2 separate regions of the Mus musculus genome follow, and region 1 is linked to region 2. Evidence: chromatin contacts called from public Hi-C data. All regions are on one chromosome and are shown on one strand. Each heading gives the region's core, a stretch centred on a gene start, on an enhancer-like site or on the middle of the called end of the contact. The rest is flanking DNA. Distances are from core to core; before and after follow the strand shown.

The links. A called contact is a pair of places that touch in the nucleus more often than the background predicts.
Region 1: a Hi-C map of liver shows a contact between it and region 2, with 1.9 times the contacts expected there. The contact joins two enhancer-like sites. A contact is called at or near these places in 3 of 484 Hi-C or Micro-C datasets (all in liver), 3 of 115 datasets of contacts at active chromatin or transcription factors (embryonic stem cells and hepatocytes) and 1 of 9 other capture datasets (embryonic stem cells).

The regions. Positions count from the first base shown.
Region 1 is chr8:49,005,051-49,007,750 of GRCm38.p6, forward strand. It overlaps a transcript of Tenm3 not described here. Among named protein-coding and RNA genes, the nearest start is that of Gm25830, 48 kb to the left of the region's middle. Within about 2 kb of position 1,396, at least 4 of the 459 cell types and tissues checked have an H3K27ac peak or open chromatin away from gene starts, as enhancers often do. A contact at or near this core is called in hepatocytes and liver, where this site is marked.
Region 2 is chr8:48,753,807-48,756,506 of GRCm38.p6, forward strand. It overlaps a transcript of Tenm3 not described here. Among named protein-coding and RNA genes, the nearest start is that of Tenm3, 80 kb to the left of the region's middle. Within about 2 kb of position 1,380, at least 33 of the 459 cell types and tissues checked have an H3K27ac peak or open chromatin away from gene starts, as enhancers often do. A contact at or near this core is called in hepatocytes and liver, where this site is marked.

The sequences.
Region 1 (2,700 bases), core at 146-2,645, 250 kb after region 2:
TGTGAAGTAGCCGATGAGATGACAGAATGTTAGACAAAACTCCAATGACTGTCCTGCCTTGATTTATGTTTTTGGATCTCATCAACAAATAACTACCATTTAAAAGGGAAGGGTATTGAAGCTCAGAGGACACATGGGAGAAAGTGGGTTGTGAGACACTTATGTGATCCCAACTTAACGAATTAAGAACACAACGGCGTTTTACTTTTGGAGATAATCAGAGAAATTTAAACATGTGTGTGTTGGCTGTTGTTAGTTATTTTGTGCCAGGTCAGATGATGGTGTGGTACCCTGACAGGACTGAACAAAAACAGCCATATATTTATTTCTCTGCTGTGTGATCCACTTAGCTATGCAATTGAGTTTATGTTTATAGGCTTGCAATTAAATTTCACAACTCACTTAGTGACTATGAACATTGAATAGAATTTAAGATCCTTAAATGGGAGAATTTGATTTTCGATCATTTTTATGTGTGATTATGGCTATGTGCACTTACTCACGCATAGCCAGGTGCACATAAGTGTGCACACAGTGCATGGAAACCAGAGGACATTTTGGTTGTCATCCTTAGGAAGCCTCCTTGGTGACAGGTATTTCCATTGGCCTGGAGCTTACCAATTAGGCTAGGCCTCCTAGCCTGGGAACCCCAACTTCTGTCTCCTCACTGCTGGGATGGTCATCTTTTGGGCCCCGGTTGGAACACGGTGAAAAGAATGATGGATGGTGAATGATGCTTTGGGGAACTGTGGGAGAGGCTCTGGAGAAAGGGCAGAGGGCCTTTTACCTCAGGAGCACTTTGTTCCTTGGATTGCTTTTGGATGTGATTTCATGTCTCCTGTGTTAAGCATGTGCCTTCAATTGACAAGACATGTTTATTCTTGTTGGATGTCAGAAAATAGCTATAGTGCCCACTCTGGTCATTATATCCTGAATCAGGATATGGCCTTCTGCTTTGCCTCTGTGTTTTCCCAGATATAATTTAGAGTACTTGCCAGGTAATTGTATTAAAATTGGTCTGTTCTGAGAAAGTTCTGGGGAAGGGCTGCTCTGTTGATATTTAGTATATGCTAACCTATATTTATTTACATGTTTTTTTTTTTTTTTTCTGACCATGTTTGTCTGAACTCACATAACCTTCCTTGGATTCTTACTTCCTTTGTCACATATGTGTGTGTGTGTGTGTGTGTGTGTGTGAAAGAACACTGAAACTGAAGTGAGTTTGTCTAAGCATCAGACCGTACTTCACCCTGTTCTTTTAGATCCTCATATTCCCTGGTCCAGCAGACAAGATCTGCACAGGTTGGCTGAAAAGTCAACACCCCTATGCCTAGCATTTTGGCTGGCATCCTGGGGCTTGAACTTTGATCTCCACTGCTGGAGGGCCAGCACTTTCCCAACCGAGCCTTTCCCTCAACCCGGAGAGTTTTATCTTTAACCAGCTTAGAGTCTGCCAGCTCTCTAACAGCCTCTGTTTTGGTTTCGTGAGCTCAGAGATCTCAGATGATCATGCGAAAGGCTGAAGAACATTTATATAGTTAGAGTGAGCTTCTTCCAGCCAGAGTCTGGCAGGTCAGATAAGAGACACACGATACTCAACCAATCAAGGCCTCACTCTAGTCTCTCTCTCTTTTTGTCTTAATTTTCATGTTTGTTGTGTTAACATTGGTTCTCCCTCACCCCCACCCCTGTCTATGTTTACGCTCTCACCTGTGACAAATGTCGGTTTCACAGCTGACTTCCTGCTGGTGCCTGTCATATGTTGGCAATATTCAGCCAAGCATGTAAAACAAAACAAGTAACACCCTACAGATGAAATGAAAACAACGCCATTCACACGATCATGATGTCAGAACGACCACTTTTCTCTGAGCTTCCTTAAGGAATTCAGTGTTTTGGGGGTGGGGAAGAGGAAGAGCCTGATTGATGGAGGATGACCGGGTTGGAAAGGTGTGATGCTCCTGTCCCGTCCAGACAATGAATGACGACCAGAAAGAACACGGGGGAGCTTTCCCTCACCCAGAATGTACATGCAAATACTTGCTCAAGCTCAAATCCCCTGCCTGATGCACACAGATGAGACTAGCTCCCAGTGATGAGATAGGGTTGCTTACTGCAGATTGGAGCCCCGAAAGCTAAATCTACCACTCTGAAATCCTGTGTCTACACATCACTTTTGCTGAAGTGGGAGGAAAAGCCTGTGTGGCTACCACCTAAGGTGAGATGTGCTTGTGATTTCTGAAACCCTGCAGCCAAAGGTCTTAATCAGTCTATCCCCAACCCAAAAGAATATATCATGGCCAATCCTTCCTGAGGGATTTCAGGAGAGATCTCAGAAAAAGAGAAAAATCCAAAGATCACGGCACTAGTCTGAATCAATTCACAGAACATTTCTGGGGAGGTCAGCTCTTCTCTAGTTTTCTTGGATTTAGTGACTTTTTCTTCCATGGAGTATCAAATAGTCATCAACCATAACAGAAGAGAGAGCTGGGTACTTAGCCTTGACCCACGGTCTTTTAGGGGTCACCTATGAGTGCTAACCACCCCAAATTAATTACTTATGAGACACAAAACTCTTTAGAAATTCCTTGTGAATACCTAAAATGATCATTTTTTTTCCTTTGCACCTACTTATACAACAAGCATCCATTAAGTTTTAATTATTTCCCTTCATCAGGCCTTTCATCTTGGTGTTCCCTC
Region 2 (2,700 bases), core at 130-2,629:
TGAAGAAACATGCTACAAACACAGTCAGAGGACCTAGAGAGTGTGGGAGGCTGAAATGTAGAGGAAGCAGCTACATCAAGACTAAATCATTTCAGATAGCTGAATCAAAAGCCTGTGACTGCACCCCAGAGAGTCTAGGGGATTTCTAGCAGACCTTGCAGGCCTGTGTACCTTCTTGAAGAAGAGACAATTGCTCCTTCCTAAGTGACACATTGCATAATGGGGGGTAGGGAGGGGAGGGTGAAGCCTTCTTGTCACCTAGAATACTGTCCCTTGGTAAAGGATTTACCCAAAAACATTTCACTAAAATGGGAAGATATTAATGCTTAGAAATAACCTGTATGAGTGACCTAGGTACTGGCAAGTATACGACCAGAGAACAAAGGAAATATCTGTTAGGCAAAGAACCAAAACTCTGACTAAGTTTACAGGGGGATTTTTCCATAAGAAGAATAAAACTGCAGGGCGGTGGTGGCGCACACCTTTAATCCCAGCACTTGGGAGGCAGAAGCAGGCGGATTTCTGAGTTCGAGGCCAGCCTGGTCTACAGAGTGAGTTCCAGGACAGCCAGGGCTATACAGAGAAACCCTGTCTCGAAAATCAATCAATCAATCAAACAAACAAACAAGAAAAAGAAGAATAAAAATTTGAAAGAATGAATACTGGACTGCCAAACACAGGTGGGCCACAACTTACAAACAGTTTGTATTTCAGAAGTCTGTTTTTAAGGTAGTTATTCAGGGATTTGGAATATACTTTTTTTCCCCCCTGAAATTATAACATACATGGCAGTCAGCATCCTGGGTCAAATTAACATGTAATGCAGAGAAATATGTGACTGGTGAGCGAGCGGCCTGCTCTGTGATGAACTATGCCACCAGTAGAACATGTAGCGAGGCTGGTCACATGTCCTTCTGCCGAGAACTCTAGCAGCAGCTATGTAGGAATCTCCCACATTGCCTGACATCCTTCTAATCCGTAAGCTGATAACAGAGAAGGTACCTTGGGATTTGGGTCACGGGTAGCAATTTCTGGGTGTTCCTGACTTGGCTTATTCGAAGGAGATGCTAAGATGACACATGGAGGTACTCCTCCCCCTGAAATCCCATCCCCCCCTATACTTCAGAGATAATGGTATCTAGAATGTCTTTAATGGACAACCAACCATCTTCTTGGCATAGGTGAAAGGCATACAATAGACCATTTGCTGAAGCTCCTATAAATCTGGTCTAACCACGGTGGTGACAGGTTCTAGGGTACTTTTTCCCTCTTTTCTTTAATTGTGCTTAGTCTGCAATGAAGGGCTACCCTAGTCTGCACTCTTTACAAGTCCAGCAATGGAGCCAGGGCAGAGGGGAGAGCCATAGTGCTGAATAATGATGAAATGCTAAGCCCTTTCAGACCAAAGGCCAGCAACGCTGCAGAGCCTATCTTGGAATGAACATTTATATGCAAGCTACCAACAATTAATTCCTTTAGACACCTCAAATAAGACCAAACAAAACTGCTGAATATACCTGTGGTTCAAGGAATGAGAAATTCTGAATTGGGGGTGTTTAATTGCACTTTCAGCTAGCAGGAGAGTTCAAGCGAACTATTTGAAATGCATATTACATACACACACAAAACTATGCAAAACAGACAGGACGCTGGCCAATTTGATCCAGGGTAGTTTCCAGCTATTATTTTCTCCCCCTCCTGCCCCCCAGATCTTTTGAGGCTGTGTATCATTCAACAACTCTTTGGAACTTTGCAGAGCCTGAGCCAGTGCACGGGAGACCTGGGAGGCCAGCGATGTGTACGAACACCAGCTGTTACAGGGCCAGCCCTAGTACAAAGAGCAAAGGGTGGCTGGCACCCCTCAGCTCTACGTCACTGCTATTCTAGGATGGTAGTTTCACTCTTGAAACAGCTGAGAGGTCCTCGTGCAGTGAAAAGCAGGGACATTTCTGCCCGGACATCACCCTCTGGACAGAAACTCCTGCTACTGCTTGCCAGGGTTGTGTCCCTGTGCCAAGAATGCAAGCAGCTGCCCAGGAGCTAGCAACCCGAGCAAATGGACACACTGATACCACATTTAATGAACTATTGCTAAGAACAACACTGAGGTTGTCCTGATCCAGATTTTAAAATAGGCACACTCGTTATCGTTAGAAGGGGTTATTGGTATAGAGATAACTACTCCCCACTCCTCTCCACTCCAGGATTATCTCTATAGGAGGGCAAGCTTATCTGCTCCATTGCCATTTTCACACCAGCACCTTTGTAAGTACCTGATCAGAGCGAGCCTGGAATTTTGGGAAACAGTCTAGAGAGCCAAACATTTGGTGAATGGAAGCTGATACTGAGAAGAGCAAAGAAGAAGAAGACAGAGACTGGAAAATCAAACTCAGATGCTTCTGGAATCTGCTGAAAAGAAAGATGCCTAGCATGAAAACCAGACACTCTCCAGAGGCCTGTAACCCAGGGTCTCTAGCAAGGGGCACTCCCATTCCTGCAGCACAGAACTGGCTTGGGCTAGGTGACTGTGGACATTGGAGAGTCCCTGGCCCAGGAGGGACCCCCACTGCTCTGGGTCTTTAGTAAGGAGACTTGCACCCAATTGTTTGCCAGTGAAATTTGCCGTTTTGTGTTTTGCGATCAAGGCAGCACAGGATGTAGAAGGGGGTTGGTTTTTATATAGCATGAAAAGTCATGTTT